2 separate regions of the Gossypium arboreum genome follow, and region 1 is linked to region 2. A link is a contact called in public Hi-C data. All regions are on one chromosome and are shown on one strand. Each heading gives the region's core, a stretch centred on a gene start, on an enhancer-like site or on the middle of the called end of the contact. The rest is flanking DNA. Distances are from core to core; before and after follow the strand shown.

The links. A called contact is a pair of places that touch in the nucleus more often than the background predicts.
Region 1: a contact with region 2 is called in a Hi-C map of leaf, with 4 times the contacts expected there. The contact joins the promoter of LOC108483532 here to the enhancer-like site in region 2. A contact is called at or near these places in 3 of 5 Hi-C or Micro-C datasets (all in leaf).

What each region holds. Positions count from the first base shown.
Region 1 is chr1:103,576,685-103,582,957 of ASM2569848v2, reverse strand. It overlaps LOC108483532, which reads right to left and starts at 2,742. Exons shown (of 22, transcript XM_017786982.2): 1 at 2,426-2,742; 2 at 2,133-2,277; 3 at 1,970-2,049; 4 at 1,802-1,888; 5 at 1,667-1,717; 6 at 1,456-1,573; 7 at 1,318-1,374; 8 at 1,151-1,215; 9 at 913-996; 10 at 766-816; 11 at 621-683; 12 at 456-502; 13 at 205-274; 14 at 55-117. The coding sequence starts at 2,250.
Region 2 is chr1:103,442,016-103,448,481 of ASM2569848v2, reverse strand. It overlaps LOC108482575 (nuclear-pore anchor), which reads right to left. Exons shown (of 48, transcript XM_053029841.1): 47 at 5,849-6,023; 48 at 4,114-5,770. The coding sequence ends at 4,371. Among protein-coding and RNA genes, the nearest start is that of LOC108481619, 7.3 kb to the left of the region's middle. Within about 2 kb of position 3,256, at least 2 of the 2 cell types and tissues checked have an H3K27ac peak or open chromatin away from gene starts, as enhancers often do. A contact at or near this core is called in leaf, where this site is marked.

The sequences.
Region 1 (6,273 bases), core at 1,493-3,992, 130 kb before region 2:
ATGATGATGATAGATATAGCTTTTCATAACTTTTAGAACTAATGAAGGTTTCACCTTTAAAACGGATAAATAAGAATCTGTAAGCCCAACATATTTTCCAACCATGGCAATTTTAACCTGCAATGTAAATGACAGCAAATAACATTATGATTCCACCATGAGCAAATAAATACAACTCATAATTTACGGTTGCTTGAGACCCACAGGATCATGAAGCATGTCATAATTTTTGGTCCTAGCAGTCCACTCTGTTAAGTCAGGTTCCCTTGCAATCCTGCAATTCATAGAAACGCAAATATAAATGCCCGGAAAACCACAGCCAGATGCTGCAGCATAAAAAATTACTCCCATCACAGCAAAGATATAAAGAGAAAACAAAGGGAGAGGAGATTGATCATGCAACAGAAAAAGCAGAAAGAAGAGAGGAGGAGTGGATATATGGTTCAAAGGCAGACCCTAGAAGGTTCAGTCCTTTCAAGATTGCTTCATGTGCTTTTTGATCCTACTCATCATCAGAAAAAATATATATATAAATAACAAAAGGACATTCTGCAGTCAAGTTGTGTTTGAGAAGTTAAACAACAATAAACTCAACAAAAAACTGTTCTAAAAAAACTTACTCTCAATAGTAAAGGTATGTGCCAGATATTTGGAACATCATAAAGAGTGACAATATTTTCTGCCTGGAAAAAAGTCATTTTTCATAATAACAGTAATTACTGATTTTAGAAATGTGAAAGACAAATAGCATTCGTACTGTATTACCGGCACATGGCAAAACTGAGAGAGTTTTTCCTTGACATTGTCATCAAGTGCCTATGGGGAAAAAAAGAAAAAGGTTAGTGAAAATTAATAAGAAATGCAAAACCAGCACCAGCGCATACATTTGAATAATAGAAATGACAGTTAAACCTTTGTACTGCGGCAAGCAAGAATATTTGGGGTCAAGCCAAGTCCTCTAAGTCCCCGAACACTATGCTGGGTAGGCTTTGTTTTCTATTATTTTCAATTTGTCATAAAGATAATTAGAAATAGCGACAAATCAAGCTTATAAGTTGATTAAATGCATCAAGCTTCAGAACATGATCTATAATCTATATACAATTTACAAAATTTGATGTATAAACAGATACACAGTCTCTAGGCATACCTGCTCACCGACAACACTGAGAACAGGCACAAGGCTGACATGAACCAAACAAAAATTTCCAGTGCCTAAAATAAGAAATATAAAGTGAAATTATGATCATACCAGTTGAACATCTGAGAGAAAATAACATTCAAAATTCAGATAAGGAAGAAGGACATTATTCTTACCTACACGGTATGAGAATTGACCAAGGGCTTCAATAAATGGCATAGATTCAATATCCCCTGGATAAAGAAAAGTGGTAAATAAGGAAAAAAAATAAGAACAAGAATTGCAGCAAACAGACATCAATGAAGTGAATGTACCTATAGTTCCACCCAATTCAATGACACAAACATCAGCAGGACCTTCCTTTCCATCGACTGGTATCATTGCCGCACGTTCTATCCACTCTTGGATTTCATCTGTAATGTGAGGAACAACCTACAGCAGACAAGAGACTTAAATTAGGAAATCATAAGGTAGCAATGCATAGGAGATTTTGTTGATAAAAGAGTGGAAAGCTTAAAAACGGACCTGCACAGTCTTGCCAAGATAATCTCCCTTTCTCTCCTTGTCAATAATAGACTGTGAAAAACAGAAGGAGCATGGTGATTGAAGAGAGAGTTTTTGAATTGGAATGGAAGAAAGAAGAAAGGAACGCGAAGAGACCTGGTAAATCTTTCCCGTTGTTATATTATTCTCACGCGTTAATGTGATGTCTAGAAAGCGCTCATAGTTTCCAAGGTCGAGGTCCACCTTAAATCAAATGTACGATATCATCATCATCAAGGTTCGATCGAACATGGATGTAAAAATAAATAGGAGAAAAAAAATAACCTCGCCGCCATCATCAAGGACAAACACCTCTCCATGCTCAAAAGGAGACATTGTACCGGCATCGGTGTTAAGATAAGGATCTGCAGATGACCATATTATTATAACGTGAAAAAAAAGAAATGAGTGAAACCATCGGAATTGCAGAAGAAGAAAAAGAAAATACCAATCTTAATGGAAGTGACACGAAGGCCGCATGATTTGAGAAGAAGGCCGATGCTACTGGCAGTTACCCCTTTCCCAAGGCCGCTCACTACACCTCCTGTAACCAGCACGTACTTCATTTTCTTCTCTCTTTGTAGCACCAGCAGCTATAACAAATGAAATGAAAATAGAGGAGAATCAAAGGAAGATACTTATAAAATATCCAGCCAGCCAACCAACCGAAGCTTTGCTCTTCTTATAATACCAAAGCAAAGCATTACGCGAAAAGGGGGGGAAAAAAAAAAAAACACAGACCTCTCCTCTCCTCTCGTCTGCTGGTTCTCAATGGTAAACGCACTTTACAAAATAAAGTAAAAAAGGCTTTGTTTTCCCAAGAATCAGAAGCAGAATGAGAATGTCAAATGCGGCAATGCATGGAATTGAAACTAAAAACCAAAATCAGAGATAAATATAAATAATAATGTATGTAGTGGTAATACACCCTTTCTCCCTCTCTCCCTCTTTGCTTTTTCAAGTTCAAGGCGGCGGGTGAATGAGTGAATGAAGGAAACAAACTATACCCAAAACCCACGACCTTACCCTTTTTATTTCTTTTTTTTTTTTAATACACCTAAACAATAAAATAAATAAACATAAACAAAAATCATGCTTTTCCTTTTAAATTTATCCAAGAGTTAAAGGTCACTTCAATCTGAAGTCAACAATTCAATATTATCAAGTTTAAATTTGGTTTAATTTGAAATTTTATTAATGTTTTTATTTAGATTATTGAAATATTTTTACTATTAAAAGAATAAATTTTATCCAAATAAAAATAGATTGAGTATATTTAAATTCGATTAGTATAAATATTATTATCAAGAAGATGTAAGTTCGAGTGCACTTAAACACAATATCTTTTATTTATAAATTAAAAAAGATTATAAATAATTTAAAATACATCAAAACTTATAACTAAATTACTAAAAATAGGTAATTTGGATCCACCAAACTTAACCTAATTGAGCTTATAAAGGATATAATTTTTTCCTAATCCCGTGACCAACTTCTTAAACACCCTACCTATAACATCCACCTATGTCTTACCTCTAAACCTATTGAAGAGCTAGGTTAGGTATATATATATATATATATATATATATATAACCTATCTTGTTTCATTTAGGTTGAAAAGGTGGGTTGAGTTGAGAATTGATAAAAAAAATTTAGTTGAATTTAACTTGGATTTATTTATTCATAGATTGAGTTTTCAAAATTATTATATGTAATATTTGAATAAAATTTTGAATAATAAAATTAATTTATATAAATTTAAGGGAAGATTTTACTTGTATCAAAGTAAATTTAAAGGTTTTGTCAATTAAGTTTTAGTTCAATTAGCATAGGTATTGTTGCCAATGCAGGAATATATGGGTTCGAGTGCGCTAAATCATATTATCTTTCTATTTCTGTGTTAGGAAAGGGTTATGAGTAATTTTAAACATTATGTCACAAAAATAATATAATCAGAATCTATAATGAGATTGTTCAAAAAAATTAAAGAAATTTTACATATTTTCATATATTTTTGTACTATTAATATTTTAATGATTTAACATATATATTTTATACTCTATTCAGATAGATAATGTATGTCAAATTTGACATAAATTAAAATTCTAACGATTTGTTTTATGTATAAAACTTTCAATTATTCAATAAATAGTAACATGTACAATATTTAGATCGATATAATAGAGATATCGAATCAATTCAAAATTTACATGCATAATGTGTATAATTATATTGATAAACTCAACTACAAAAACATACAAAAAAAAAAAGAGTAAAATTACCTTAATTCTAAATTAATATAAGTGATTCCTCTCCTAAATTTAATTATAAAAATGCATTAGTAAAATATTTTAATAATAAATGAGATGATTGGAATGAAATTAGCATTTAATCAAGTGTACCACATCCTCTTTATTATATTTTTAACTTCAAAAACAAGTATTCATGGATAAAGTTTTAAAATAAAAGTATCAATAAATGTTTATCAGAATTCAAATTGGTTTAATAATTTAAGTCCCAAATCAATAACCCTCCATAAAAGCTGTCCCTAAATGAAAGAATGAGAAAATTGAAAGTATGGTTAAAGCAATGGTTTAACTAATATAAGAGACACTAATTATGTCATTTTAATCAGACGGTTGAGAAGGAATTTCTTTTATAACCATAAATGCTACTCATCTATTTTATTTTCTAAGGTTAATATTGATATTTAGATAAAATTCTTTTAACAATAATAATTTTAAAATTTAAATTTGGTTCAAATGTTCGGGTAAAAGTTCATTTATACTCCTTCCAATCACTTATTAGATAAGAGATAAAGTTAATTTTTTAGATTTTCATTAGTTTATATATTTGTGTAGTATTAATTTTCGTTTTGGAGATATTATTTGTGTTAATTATTTTTAATGCGCTACTTATATTTGTCAAAACTTATATATTTTGGTATTTAAGAGTAACAATGTTAACTTCTTTTAGTCTTTATTTTGGGTCTTATGATTAATGAAAGTTTATCGCTAAATTATTTAGGTCTGAATTTTTGATGATCTTATTAATAGAATAAATTTAATGTTAATTGTGAATTTGTTTAATTTGCCAAATATAGTCCAATGGATGTGATTTAATTGAGTTTTAGGGTTGATTTGATTATGTTAATTGATATTATTATTAGCTAATTATGACTTTTCATCAAATCAACTCTAAAACTCGAATTAAACACTAAAAAGTTAACGTTATTGTCTTCAGGTACTAAAATGTATATATTTTGTCAAATACAAGTACCACATTAGACTAACAAATAACACAAATACCATATTAAAATAGTTTCAAACTAAAGTACCAAATTATACATTAAGCCTATTTTTATACATTAATAATTCATTACAAGTAGATTGTTCAATATTTACTAGAAATCCTATCACGTGCATGTGTGTGCAAACCACAAATTTAGAACACAAATGTGTGTTTAAAAATAACATATAATAAACAATGAAACATATAGTTTAAAACTAATTATTAATAACATATGAAATATATACAATGTTAAAATGAAAAAATTTAGATTAAAATTATTTATCATGGTATTGTTATCAATCTTTAATTAGTTTCGAGTTAACTTGTGGCACCAACTCAATCAAATACATTAATATATATATATATATATATATATATATATAATTGATGAAGGTAATAAAGTATGCATAATGAAAATTGATATGTATAAAAAGATCAAAACAAAGTTTTAGTTGAGTGGTAAATCAAAGATTTTACTAATGCAATTGGTTCGGGTTGGTGTCGTTATCAGTCTTTAGTCGGTGTCAATTAACTTGTGACACCAACTCAATCAAATACATTAATATAGATATATACAATTGATGGAGGTAATAAAGTGTGTATAATAAAAATTGAAATGTACAAAAATATTAAAATAAAGTTTTAGTTGAGTGTTAAATTAAATGTTTTACTAATGCAATTGTTCTTGGTTCAAATTTCACCATATGCATATTTTTATTGATTTTTAAATAAAAAACGAAATTACTTTCAAATAATATAACTTTTTTAATTACGAAATGATATTTTCGTAATTTCCAGCCTAATTGAAGGTGACACCAACTCAATAAAACACATAATAAATAGTATAATTATAATGTACATACAATTTCTCGAGACACCACATCTTTTAAATATTTTACATGTTTTTTGTTGTCTTAAATTATTCTTATTTTATATAATTTGTCAATATAATTCAAAATTTTGTTTTATAATCTATGATTGAGACTTGTGATTATCCCTCCAAATAATATTATCTCTAAAATTTGAATTTGTATATTTTTCTTAAGAGTGCAATATTATCTTACCACATACCTAACACTTATTATTAAAAGAAAAAACATAAGGATTAAAAATAATAAAATATGTTATTGATGATCATAAAATGGAATTTTAATTTAAAATTCATTTACTTAAAAATTACACCATTACGACTACCATATACTAATATAAATTTTAAGTTTAAACTTATTCTTCAAATGCAAGCAACAGAATATTCTAGTTTGCCCAAATATATCCTAATTTGTGAATAAATAGTTCAA
Region 2 (6,466 bases), core at 2,007-4,506:
AACACTTACACTCGGAATTTAAAGAAGGGGTTTAGGCTATCTCTAAATTCCCAAATACACAACAGATTGCTTACGAGCAGCTATTCCAAAACACTCACCAATTAGGCTTTCGTCGAAAAGCCGAAAGCTTAAAATAGCTTTTCCTTGTCTTTCACCTTGATCGTAGAAGGTTCCAATGATTCCGATGCTCCACACATATTACCACACAATATACACAATCAAAATTTAGCCAAAGACTCACTTAAACCAACAAAAAACGCAAGCCTAAACTATATTCCTCAAGAAACTGAAATTTCAACTAACAAACTTGAAACTCAAATATTTCGGTCTATACTTAATCTTTTTGCCTAAAACGAATTCCATTCATCTAATTATTCACCTATGATTGATTCTCATTTAAACTGCTCAATTCGTGGTATCAAAATTTTTAACATGTTTATGGTAATTTTCACGAAAATTCATCAAGTCCTTAGAAATCCTTAACGAAACTTTAAAGCAAGTTTAGAAACCTTCTAATCATATTAAAAATAATTGAAAAACACTTTGCAATCACGTTTTTATCCACAAACCCGAAATTCACCATTAATGACCCGATTTTTGGCTTTTATCAAGAACATGCATTTTAACAGCTAAAAACTTAGTTTTAAATACTAGATAACATTAAAAACTATAAGGAATTGAATCATTACCTTAGATGAAGAAAATCTATGCGTTTGATCGAAAATTCGAAAAATCCAAAAACTTGACAATGGAGGAACTATGGTATTTTTTTGGTGTTTTTCTTGGCCTTTTATAGAGGTTTAAGGTTTAAAGGTGATAAAAATAAAAAAGGATTAGGAATTTGAGTTCAAAATTGATTGAAATAGCAAGAGAGAATCAAGGGACGGCAACACTGATTTTGGGGAAGAGTTAACGTGAAAAACTGTAAGTGGGAAGAAGAAATAGGTTGGTTTTTTTTTAAATTTTGGTCTAATTCTTCTTAAAAACTCACAAATTTAACTCTTTTACAAATCACTCCTTTTTTTAAAATTAAAGGTATTTAAAACTCATTTTTAAAAATTGATTAAATTTATAAAAACCATAATTACAAACATTACCGATATGTCATGTCACAAAATTCTGAACATACGAAAGCTAAAATTCCTAAAATACCCCTAAAACTCTTAGGCCCTATTTTAGCGTGTGACATACATGCACTTGGGAAATACATAAACCAACAAATTGTATTCCCCTTACCATACATGAACTTGCATATTCAATGTTTGTTTCAAAAGTCACATTATTTCCCCTTGAAGGAACATCCATTTAAGAGCCTTGGTACATGAATTCAGCCATTCATGAATTTGGCAAGAACAATGCACTTGTGTGCAGAACTCAAATGGTCACTTAATGTTTGAAGAAATACATGAATTCTTATTGGCTAAGAAAATGAACGTGCATAAATTTGCATGGGAATACTAACAGTCATAAGCACCTCTTTGTGACTGGTCATATACCTACATACACTAAAAATAGAAACCATTAGCTCATTTGCTAAAATCACAAACAACAAATATCACTAAAACATACAATAGTTAAAACTCAAACACAATATAAATAAAAATATGCATGCTGTGAAATTAAAACATAATAAACATGACACATTAAAGACAACAATCATGTGACATGATATAAATATGATATGGACACACAAAAGTTGTGGAAACTAAATATAATGCAAAGCATAAATTGAAGACACACTTGACACCTCAAGATACAATACATTACTACATGAAGATCATAAATTAAACCAACGAAGTTTTAAACCCAAAAACTAACTGGCTAAGTGATAGGGCGCAAATATTTAATCCAAAGTAACATTTCATCTTAGTGTTGGGCTTCACGCAATAGGCCCAATTATTCTTCCATAATAGTCCAAAACGAATCATGTTTGCAAATGAAAATATATCATTGGTCCACTTATGAGCTCTTTTATTTGAATCTTCACAAGATGTGACGGAGCACATATCATCAAGCAAGCACTATAAAGATATATAAATACCAATGTTTTGATATTAACCAAGTAGCCTGCACCATTTTATATTTACTGACTTTAAGAGTACTAGTAGGTGTCCCAAAGTATAATCTCTCTACCTTGCAGACCACTTAAGACAGTAATCTAGCTCATTCCAGATCATCCTTTACAAATAGACATCAACAATTGACGCCATTAATGGGAATTCTTTGAACAAAAGCCGGACTCTCCCACCAAACAACCCAACTTAACTATCACAAATACCCAAAATCACAAGCCTAGGTCATAAATGTAGACAACTGTCTTTCAACCGCCCATGGTAACTTTCAGCACTAGCCATCCACCCAAACCAGTTAGCACTGGAACGAGTAGTCCAACCCAAACCACTAACCTCCCGATGTAGTACATTTATTACGAGATCCCTTTAGCCTATTTTACTAATTAGGTATAGTCAAGCCACGACAATAGTACTATGAAATGCAATTGCAACCAACCGAGTAATTCTTAGAATGAGCACTTTATTGGTCACATCTAGACCAGCAAATATTAAAATTCTCCATTGATGTTGCCAGTGTCATTAATTGCAAATGCCATGTCATCCATTCCACAACAACTTGATTCTCACTCTAAATGTACCTCGTAATTTAACTCCTTCCCAACACCTTTGATGCAAAACAAAAGATATTGAAGAAGACACAGAAGGAATTGGAGCAAATCCACCGACAAAAAACGTCGCACAACCTTCTAGACAGATCTTATCAGATAGAAGTTCAAACTCCTCTAGAGGGAACAACACACAACCTCTGCTAAGACAACGGACACTCTCCAACCACCATCTAAATGAAGGATAAAGTTTTGTCAACCAAATCCGGTCGATAGCGCAAAATAAGTAGCTGCATTAAAACAAAAGCTATAAAACTCAAGGCAATCCAACGATTGAGTGTTCAAATGTTGCACAGATCGCCCTGCCATTGGTCATAAGACAAATCCATGTATCAACCAAAGTGAAATTATTCCCAAAAATCTACGATGGCTCCACACACGCGACCGACAATCTAAATCATTTCAGGGCTTTCCATAACCTCAAGAATGTTCCCAATTTGATAAGTTTTCCCAACCACGCTCTATGGTCCAACCAAAACATAGTGGCATTCTCTTACCCTTGGGTAAATCGTAAATTCGATCGGTTGAATCAAGACTTTATGACCTGCTTTGGAAATTGCATGGTGACATCCAGAACTTCTTCAAGCTTAATGTCCATCGCTCAAAGTTAAAGACGGTACTTTATACGAGTACATTAGATGATTCCACATCGCAAGAATGAGTCATTCAGGCATTTATATTTGGATTTAGGCATGCGATATGCATTAACAGATGCACAATTGTCTAGGCTCCATCAATTTTATAAGGACTGGAGTAGAAGTAGAACTGGCCAAGAAAAAGATTGAGCAAGCCGACAAAATCCAGTGAAAATACGAACAATCTCATCCAAAGAACGTCGAAGAAAAGAAACGGGGATGGAACTCATCAAACTCAAAAATTTGAACAGTACACTCAACATAATGTGAATCGATATAATATACGCAATAAAGGAAAAAATATTAGTTGTGGAACCACCACCTAAGAAAGAGATTGGAGTCAAAGAAATCCTAAAAAGCGTTATGAGTTCATGACAGGTACAATCAACGTTATAATCGGAGTTTATGAGTAGCGAACACAGCAGATCCAAAAGGAAAAATTGCCTGCAAACTGTGATGAAACTGGATACTTAAAACCCTAAGGAGAAAAGAGATGTAGTCTGTTAGTTCCGACCAAGACGACGAACTATTGATTGATAATGGTTGTGATCCGAATGTTGTTTCTTCAGTCTAATAAACAATGGAAGTGCATTGCTGAAGATGGGTTTTACAAAGTCCGAGCTAATCAACCAATCCTTGTGAAAAGATCGATCGTTGCATACTACTGCTGCTATTATTATTATTAAATGAAATAAAAACAAACTAGTAGAGACAAAATTCTTGACTGAGAAAAATAAGTTATCCACAATGTATTTCTTCTGTGTTTTGGAAGCTTTCGTCTTGTGTATTCTTGAAATTCAATTTATTAGCATAAGAGCTATAGACAAAAGATATTTGCCAGCCCAAGCTTGTCATTCATTCATTCCTTCATTTAGCACCCACTGCTCAATATTATGTCCGTTAAAATATATTATGTTAAAAACTTCTCATCTCCTAACTTCTTTCCCAAAAATATTTTTAATAAGATTCATAGAGAAAAAAAAAAAAAAGTACATCCTCTCATCTCATTTCATCTTCTCTATTCTTACCTCTCCGGTCTCCAGCATAACAAATATAGGTCACTGTTGATCAGAATTTTGTGGTCCCCCACCTGCTCGTCCACCACGCGCACTGCGCCCCCTAGCACCTCGAGCACGCACTGCAACCCTTCCACGACCTCTACCTGAAGTAGTAGAACCCAGTACTCCTGCCTGTCTTAACATTGCTCTTTCTCTGGCTCTCTCTTGAAGATTTACCAGCGTTGAGGTTGCACTACCTCCACTCCCGCTCCCAGTCCCACTTATGGGAGACATCTGCTTCACATCCTCTGCTTCTGCTGCTGCTGCACCGCTTGAACTACCTACGTTTTTTGAGACCTCACCCTCAGGTGTACCACTTGTTGTGCCACTCTCATTAGTGCCAGAGGTAGCAACGGCAGCGGCAGCGGCTTCAGGCATTGGATCCGTCTCCACTACACTCTGCTCATTACCATCATTCAACTTTTCAGATCCTTCGGCAACAGTCTCTTCACCTATATAACCTTCCTCATTCTTCTCATCATTTACAGCATCAGGAGAGTTATCACCTTCTGCTGTGGTAACTAGAGCTTCATCATCAACCCCTGAAGGTGAAGCCAGAGGAGATGAAACTAGCTCTGCCTGACCATCGCCAAACTCGGAGGATCCCACCACATTGTGCGCATCATTACCTCCTTCAGTATCTGCTGCTACCTCAGGGACCAGCTCTCCTTCTTCTCTCTCACTCTCAGTTTCTAGCACGGGCTGTAGATTATCTTGCTCAGCTGGATTCTTTGAATCTTCATCAGCTACCACCTCGTTTCCACTTGGTTTATCCAAGATCTCATCCGATATATTGTTCTTATTTTCCTGCAATCCAACCTCATTCATGCCATCTACCTGGGGTTCTTTTGACTCTTCAAGATTTTCCTCCATTGTGTAAGCCTCTTCCTTCTCAACATCAACAAGCTCCTCATTTGAACCTTGAGTTACATCACCAACATTATCATAAGCTTCGTCTGTTACTTGTGGACAACCAACATTTTCTGAGAGTGCAGCAAATTGACCTTCAGCAGCCTCTTGTCCAGAATCTGGACCCTTTGATTTCTTAAGAGCAGGTACAACCACATCCGTGCTGGTCTCCCCGGGAACTGGCAAATCCTCACTCAACTCAGATGTAGCAGAAGCCAGACGTTTGCGAACTGATTGTTGGTTTTGTGAAGTGAGAGTTCCTTGAGCATCAACATCGTGTGATGTAGCTTCTGACATCTCCACATCACCCTGTGGCTCTTCAGGTTTGACAAAACGTGGGCGAACAAGCCTCCTCCCTGTTTTACGAGTGTCAGTATTGGTTTTAGGTAAAATAGATCTCCTATCTTCAGATGTTTTGGCCAGTTGCTGGTGACTTGTTACAGGAACTGTTGAGGATGCAATAACGGGACCCTGATCCGAAACTACTGTGCCTGAAACTGAAATGAGGTTATCACACCAAGGGAAGAAAAAGAAAGAAGAAAAGAAGCCACAATTCTCAGAAAAGTCACCTGTTAAGACTGGTGTAGAATTGTCAACTGCAGGAACATCTCCAGATATGGAGCCAGTTCCAAGCTCATTTAGAATTGAACGTGCTACTTTCTCAAAATCTTCTGCAGCAGATAGATATGATGAAGCATGATCATCAGAGATGGTGCCAGAAAGAAGATGAACCACTGAGGTACCCTGGAAAAGTTAAATCCAGCAAGATATCAGTTACTATTTACAATATCAATGCTCAAAAGTACTTAATACAAGCAGGCCTGAAAAAGATAGTATTTGTCCCCCTTTCTTGTTCAAAACTAACTTCAATATATGTAAACACTAATCATACATAACTGCTAAAATCATAGGAAAGGCTGCTTGTGCCTTTTCATTCAAAGCAAGACTGAAGCCCCAAGTCCCTCTCAAGAATCAATTAGTGTTTCCAGTCAAGAACCTCTATCTTCTTTTAAAAGCGATTAACAAACTGACAGTCAGGAGCATATAATAATAAACAATAAATAAATCTCTAATTTGGCATTAATAAAAAAGGGAGAAAAGGGGGAAGAAGTTATCGTTCTGACAAAAGGTTTTTCACTTTGTGTTCCCTTTTATTTTTTTCAAGTGTTACGAAATAAAAGAAGTTA